Linked DNA regions of Mus musculus: region 1 is linked to region 2. A link is a contact called in public Hi-C data. All regions are on one chromosome and are shown on one strand. The core of a region is the stretch at or near the end of the contact, and the rest is flanking DNA. Distances in the headings are between cores, read along the strand shown. Region 1 overlaps Auts2 (autism susceptibility candidate 2). Region 2 overlaps Auts2 (autism susceptibility candidate 2).

Region 1 (2,945 bases), core at 220-2,719, 220 kb after region 2:
CCGGCCCCTGCCTAAGGTACCACCTCCTACAGCCCCCCCCCCCCCCCCCCCCGAGAAGCATGGTCAGTAGTCACATAAGCAATGGCCCAAGCTTCTGACCTTCAGGCTAAACTCCTCCCCAGCTACCTAGCAACAGTGAAGACCATAAAAAGGGGTGCTCAGCCCCCACCTTACTCTCTTACTCTCACTCCTTTGTCCTCTCACTTCTCAGACTTCTCTCTCCTCTTCCCTTTCTCTTTGTCTTCTTTTCTCTTCTCTCTCTCTCTCTCTCTCTCTCTCTCTCTCTCTCTCTCCTACCTTCTCTCTTTCCCATGCATTTATATAATAAAACTCTTAAGCCTTAGAGTCTCCTTCAAGACCCGCTGTGCACTCTGGTCTGTGTTGGGAACTTCTTCCCCCATTCCCTCTCTCCCACAACCCTGGTGGCTTTAGCAAAGTAGCTTGGGTGGGGGGGGGGGATTCCAAGACAGGGCTGCCACTTGGCCACGCCCCTGAAGAGTGGGATAGAGGAATGCCCACCCAGGGATGAGTGGATAGGGTAGGTAGCAGCCCTCCCACGCCTGACTGACCAGAGAATAGGGAAACTCTAGCAGGGCATGGGCCTCTTTTCCTATCCCAATTCTCCCCAGGCCCTCCCTTTTATTTTGTTCCCAACAGTTCACAAAATCTGCCTTCTAGATCTATCTGGAATTTAAATATGCTCATGAGTAATTGTCATCTTGACATATATTTTTCTGACCTATAAATATGAACAGGTTAGATGTAAACTTTGTTCACACACACAGAGACCAGAGATCAACCTGAGATGTTGTTCCTAAGTTGCCATCCACCTTCTGTGGTGAGAAAATGCCTCTCACTGGACCTGGAGCTCACCAGGTAGACTTAGCTGGCTGGCCAGAGAGCCCGAGATCTTCCTGTCTCTGCCTCCCAGCAATGCGTAATTCTATTAGCTTCACAGTAACTTCTCTGTCAAATAGTAGGCAAATGTCAAAATACCCTCCACTATCAAAAATGTAAACATCCTCCCTTCTACCACTCTATCTGCTGTTGCTCTGTCTGTCTGTCAGTCTGTCTACGTTGCTCTTGCTCTGTAAAGTAAGAAGTCTTACTTCTTCAGCACAGCCAGCCTCTGTGACCTTTCTCGTAATTGTCTTTTTTTTTTTTTTTTCCCTGAGATTTGGTCTCTCACTGGCCTGGAACCTTCAAGCATGGCTGGACAGCTTGTTCCTGGGGTCCCACTGTCCTGAGTCCCAAGCACTGGGCCTACAAGTAAGTATTATCAAGGATCAGACTCACAATCTTGCCCTTATAATTCTTTATTGACTGAGCCAGCTTCACAGTGCCCTTTTCTCTGGACTTTAAAGCTATATCCTGGGGGGAAAGAGTAACAGAGGGAAGAAGAAGAGGCATGGAAAAGAAAACAGAGAGGGAAGACCGAGGTTTCATTTTCAATAAACATTAATGAAGTTATAAACCAGCCCAAGACCTTCATCCATGGGCGACAAGGTTCAAAAGCACCATGAAAGGCTGTACAAGCACCGACAATCAGTTAAAAGAAGATCTAGAACAACAAGAACAAGATTACACCTGCGGATTTATAAGGTCAAGGGGTGGAAAGAGAGGCATGACCTGAATACCGACTGGGGGAAATTAAAGGTAAAAACAACCTTTTTCTCCAGCTACTCCCGCCCTCCCCCTAATTCCTCTCTCTTTTTGTTGTTTTGAGTAAGACAGAAAACCTAGTGCAACCCCAGGCTGTCAACCGCCAGTACCTCCCAGCTAGCCATGGTAACAGCTGCAGTGCTTGGCTGTAATAAACTGGTACAATTTAATAGCTTTTATTGTTCTGCGGTGGTGTCTGAGCATAGCCGCTCTCCCCTCTTAGGACTCCAGGGCCCCCGCAAGGGCAGCAATGAGAGGAGATCTCATTTACCTAAAAGCACTTATAAATTTTTAATTTGCTTTAACAAGTAAATTAACAAGTCCCTCATTCAGGCAAGTTTTATGGCTTCTTGCCACTTGGGAAAGGCCGTAAAAGTTTTATAGATAATCCAGAGCTACTGAGACTGCTCATAATAAATTGTCTGTTTCCTGTTATTTTATCAAACCATTGGGCTTCTAATGACTTAAAGTCACAGTTTCCTTATATCCTGGCATTTTATGAGGCTATATTTATAAACTCCAAAGAATACCTTAAATTATACTAGGCCCTTGCTAATCATTAAAGAGACAGTTTTTTTCCCCCCTTTTAAATGGGAGCTTACCTTCAGCTCAAACCTGGCTAATAAACATGGTGACATGTTTTGAAGGCAGGATGCTGATTCTACACATTATTTAAAGGACTTCCTTGGCCAGATTTCCCATTAGCAAATACATTGTAAAATATGCAACCCCGTATGCTCTGTACACCCAATGTAGAATGGAACATTCTAGAGCATTGTACTCTATCAGTGGTGAGCAGTGGGAGGGATATAAATAGCCATTCAGGTGTGAGCACTGGAACCTGTAATGCTACACCATTATGTTAGGTGAAAGGTACTCACAGCAGAAATACTGGCATGACTGTTACAGACTAACCAACGGCTTCAGAAGTGAGCTAAAGTCTGGAAGTGAACTAAAGTCTGCTCCTCACGAGCGGATTAGTTCCTGGTATAGTAAAATGGGTCAAACCCCCAAGGTCAGAGCAGTCTAGGCCCTAACAAGGGACCCAAATATGACACAGCTGCGGTGGTTATTGTAAAAGATTAAACCAACTGTGTGTGTGTGTGTGTGTGTGTGTGTGTGTGTGTGTGTGAGAGAGAGAGAGAGAGAGAGAGAGGGAGAGAGAGAGAGAGTGAGAGAGAGCCACTTACAAGTTGATTATGTCCCAGTAACTCCACAACCATACACACATGGGTAGCAGTGGGTTATATAAAAGGAAGAAAATTAAAGAAAGGCAGTGACCC
Region 2 (2,920 bases), core at 241-2,740:
ACTTACAGCTCAATCACTAGATCCCCTCAGTTAGATCCCATAAAGTAATCCTGCCATCAAATCATCCACCCCTAACATGCCCCCTTTGCTTTTTAATGTGCCTCCAGGAATCAATGGGGGGCAATTTTCTGGAATTTATGCAACATTCCTTAAGGGGTCATTCTTAAAAAACAGGAAAACCTTTGTGAAGTTCTATGAGGGAGCTGGGAACGGATCCAATTTTCCTACATGGGTTTCTCCCCCCCCCTCCTCTTTTTTAAAACTAGATGAAAACCTGTAAGTTTTGACCAATTCCAACCATCATGAAAACACCCTTTGTTTAAACAATGTCTCTACTGGAGCGTTTTCCAGCATGTAAGGTGATTGCCAGTGAGATACAAAATCCACTGGGGCCTTTGAAAACTAGGCGTGGAGAAGGAAGGAAGGGCAAGAAAAAGTTACCCACCTAGGAGTGCTGACCAACCCATGGACAGAACCGAGAAACCCAGCGAGGAAATCCACCCACAATAACCAATCCAACGTGAGGTAAAAAGCCATCTGTATAAGCGCCAATTATCCTTTTCCACAAATGATTAGTTTCCATCTCGTTTTGCTGACAAGCAAGTTATGCCACATTTTAATAGGCAATAAAATGTATTATTAAATAATTAGTAGCTAAGAAACAGAAATTAGAGGCTATTTCCCTTCACAGGCATCCCCCAGTACTCCAGTCTATTGATGCCGGAGCAACTCGATCCAGCATAGATGGATGGAAACCTGATACAGCAGTTTACTGTGAGACAATTACGAGGCTAATGAGTGTTCACAGAGACTGAAGTGGGAAAGAGATCTAGAAAATTCCACCTAACCCCGGTTATGTCTGATCTGCAGCGGGGTCCCGGAGGAGCAGAAATTCTTTCTGCTCGCTCCTTGTTCTGAGCACATTAATTAAACTCTGAAAGGTAAAGGAGTATTGATGTCTTTCCCATCTCCCCCGCTTTCTCCCCTCAGGTAGTGTCTGCTACTTGTTCAGCCCTGAAGGTATAGTTGCACTAACTGAAAAAAGCCCCACCAAGACCAATTAAGGTCTTTACTAAGAGGCTGAAAAGAAGACAAATGAAGGCAGAAAGCCCGATTACAAGGAACCTTTGTACGGATGTAAAGCAATTAGAGCGGTCTCTGGGGAGGGCGGTGCGGCTCCAGAAGCACGCGGTTTTACAGCCTGTCTAAACTTGGAACAATCTATCTTTTTTTAGGTGGAGAATAAAAGTGAACCCTATATTAGTGTCATATATCAGCTGCGAGTACCTGCTAGAGCCATAAAGCTCCTCCGAGATCCCTGGTGCAGGGCAATGCTGTTAGGACTCTGCTCTCACAGGCAGGGAAGGCAGATCTGCCTAGTGCCCAAACAGCCAATAACAGAGGGAGGCCATCAGCTGTGGATACACCCAGAGAGACGGGCATCGGGGAGAGGCAGGTGGGCCACAGAGTGGTGGGGAGGTACGGGAATAGAGGGCACAGGAAGGCCTTGAGCCACTGCTGGAAGGCACTCTCTGGAAGATGACATCACATGGGAACAACCGGTAGAGGGTCAGAGATTTGGTGAAGATGGGCCTTGGGGGATATTTCATCAGCCACATTCCTGTCATGATCCCTCCTTTCGATCTTATGTGACATGTTAGTGCTGTTTTAGTCTATAACAGAGCAAGTTCATAGGGCGCCATGATGACTCAGCTGTAAGGACATGGAGATTCTGTTGCTAGGGCCATGTGTATATGCACATTAAGGCCAGATCCTAAACTCAGGTTCCATCCTCTCCTTGTTTTAAGACAGGCTCTCTCATTGGGACCTAAGGTCACTTACTGACCTGGTACAGCAGGCAAGTGAGCCCCAGGGACTTGCTGCTCTCTGCATCTTAATAGCTGTGATTCTAAACACATGCCACCATGCGGTTTGCTATACTTTATTTTCACGTGGGTTCTAGGGATTGAACTGAGGTCCTCATGCATAAATCACAAGTATGTTACTGACAGCGACCACCACAGCCTCTAGATTAGAACTTGAACTTTAACATTCATTTCTAGAACTGATGAAGAAACGAAGAGTCAAAAGGTGGTTAAGTTATTCCCTCAATAATTTAGAATCGGAGACTCGGAATGCAGTGAAGAGGTGCTGATAGGTACCTGCAATTCTGGCACTCGGGAAGTGGAGACAGGAGGGTAAAGGCAGTTACAGACGTATAAGCCTGAGGACAGTCTGGGCGACTTAACCTCAAAAAGAAAGCACTCTAGAGGAAAATGTTCTGTATATAACGCTAAAGTAGCCTTTAAAATAGAAACAGAAGCCATTCATTTTGTTTTTAATAAACTGCATTTGGGCTGGGAATGTAACTCAGTGGTAGAGCCCCTGCCTAGAATCCCCCAGGAAGGGGCTGGGGCTGTGGCTCAGTGTTAGAGCACCTGCCTAGAATCCCCCAGGGAGGGGCTGGGGGCGTGGCTCAGTGGTAGAGCCCCTGCCTAGAATCCCCCAGGGAGGGGCTGGGGATGTGGCTCAGTGTTAGAGCACCTGCCTAGAATCCCCCAGGGAGGGGCTGGGGGCGTGGCTCAGTGGTAGAGCCCCTGCCTAGAATCCCCCAGGGAGGGGCTGGGGGCGTGGTTCAGTGGTAGAGCCCCTGCCTAGAATCCCCCAGGGAGGGGTTTAACATGTGTGAAATCCTACGTTCACTCTTCAGTCCAGAAAAATCATCTATTTTATAACACCACAATATGGCTAAATATCACTTCAATATCCAATAATATGTTATGAGCATCATTTCAACACACTGTTGACACGGAGGCTGATATGAGCACACTGCTTAGGAGACATCATGTATATTTCAGTGTGTATATTACTCATAGAGCACATCCCATGTGAGTCACAGGTTATCATGTGTGAGCCACTG

Evidence for each region. A called contact is a pair of places that touch in the nucleus more often than the background predicts.
Region 1: a contact with region 2 is called in a Hi-C map of embryonic limb bud, with 1.8 times the contacts expected there. The contact joins two enhancer-like sites. A contact is called at or near these places in 1 of 484 Hi-C or Micro-C datasets (embryonic limb bud), 2 of 115 datasets of contacts at active chromatin or transcription factors (craniofacial prominence and embryonic basal ganglia) and 1 of 9 other capture datasets (adipose tissue).

Annotation. Positions count from the first base shown.
Region 1 is chr5:132,066,077-132,069,021 of GRCm38.p6, forward strand. All of the region lies in intron 2 of Auts2 (autism susceptibility candidate 2), which reads right to left. Among named protein-coding and RNA genes, the nearest start is that of 4930563F08Rik, 190 kb to the left of the region's middle. Within about 2 kb of position 1,470, at least 25 of the 459 cell types and tissues checked have an H3K27ac peak or open chromatin away from gene starts, as enhancers often do. A contact at or near this core is called in embryonic limb bud, where this site is marked.
Region 2 is chr5:131,850,936-131,853,855 of GRCm38.p6, forward strand. The region is part of intron 4 of Auts2 (autism susceptibility candidate 2); the gene reads right to left. Among named protein-coding and RNA genes, the nearest start is that of 4930563F08Rik, 28 kb to the right of the region's middle. Within about 2 kb of position 1,491, at least 36 of the 459 cell types and tissues checked have an H3K27ac peak or open chromatin away from gene starts, as enhancers often do. A contact at or near this core is called in embryonic limb bud, where this site is marked.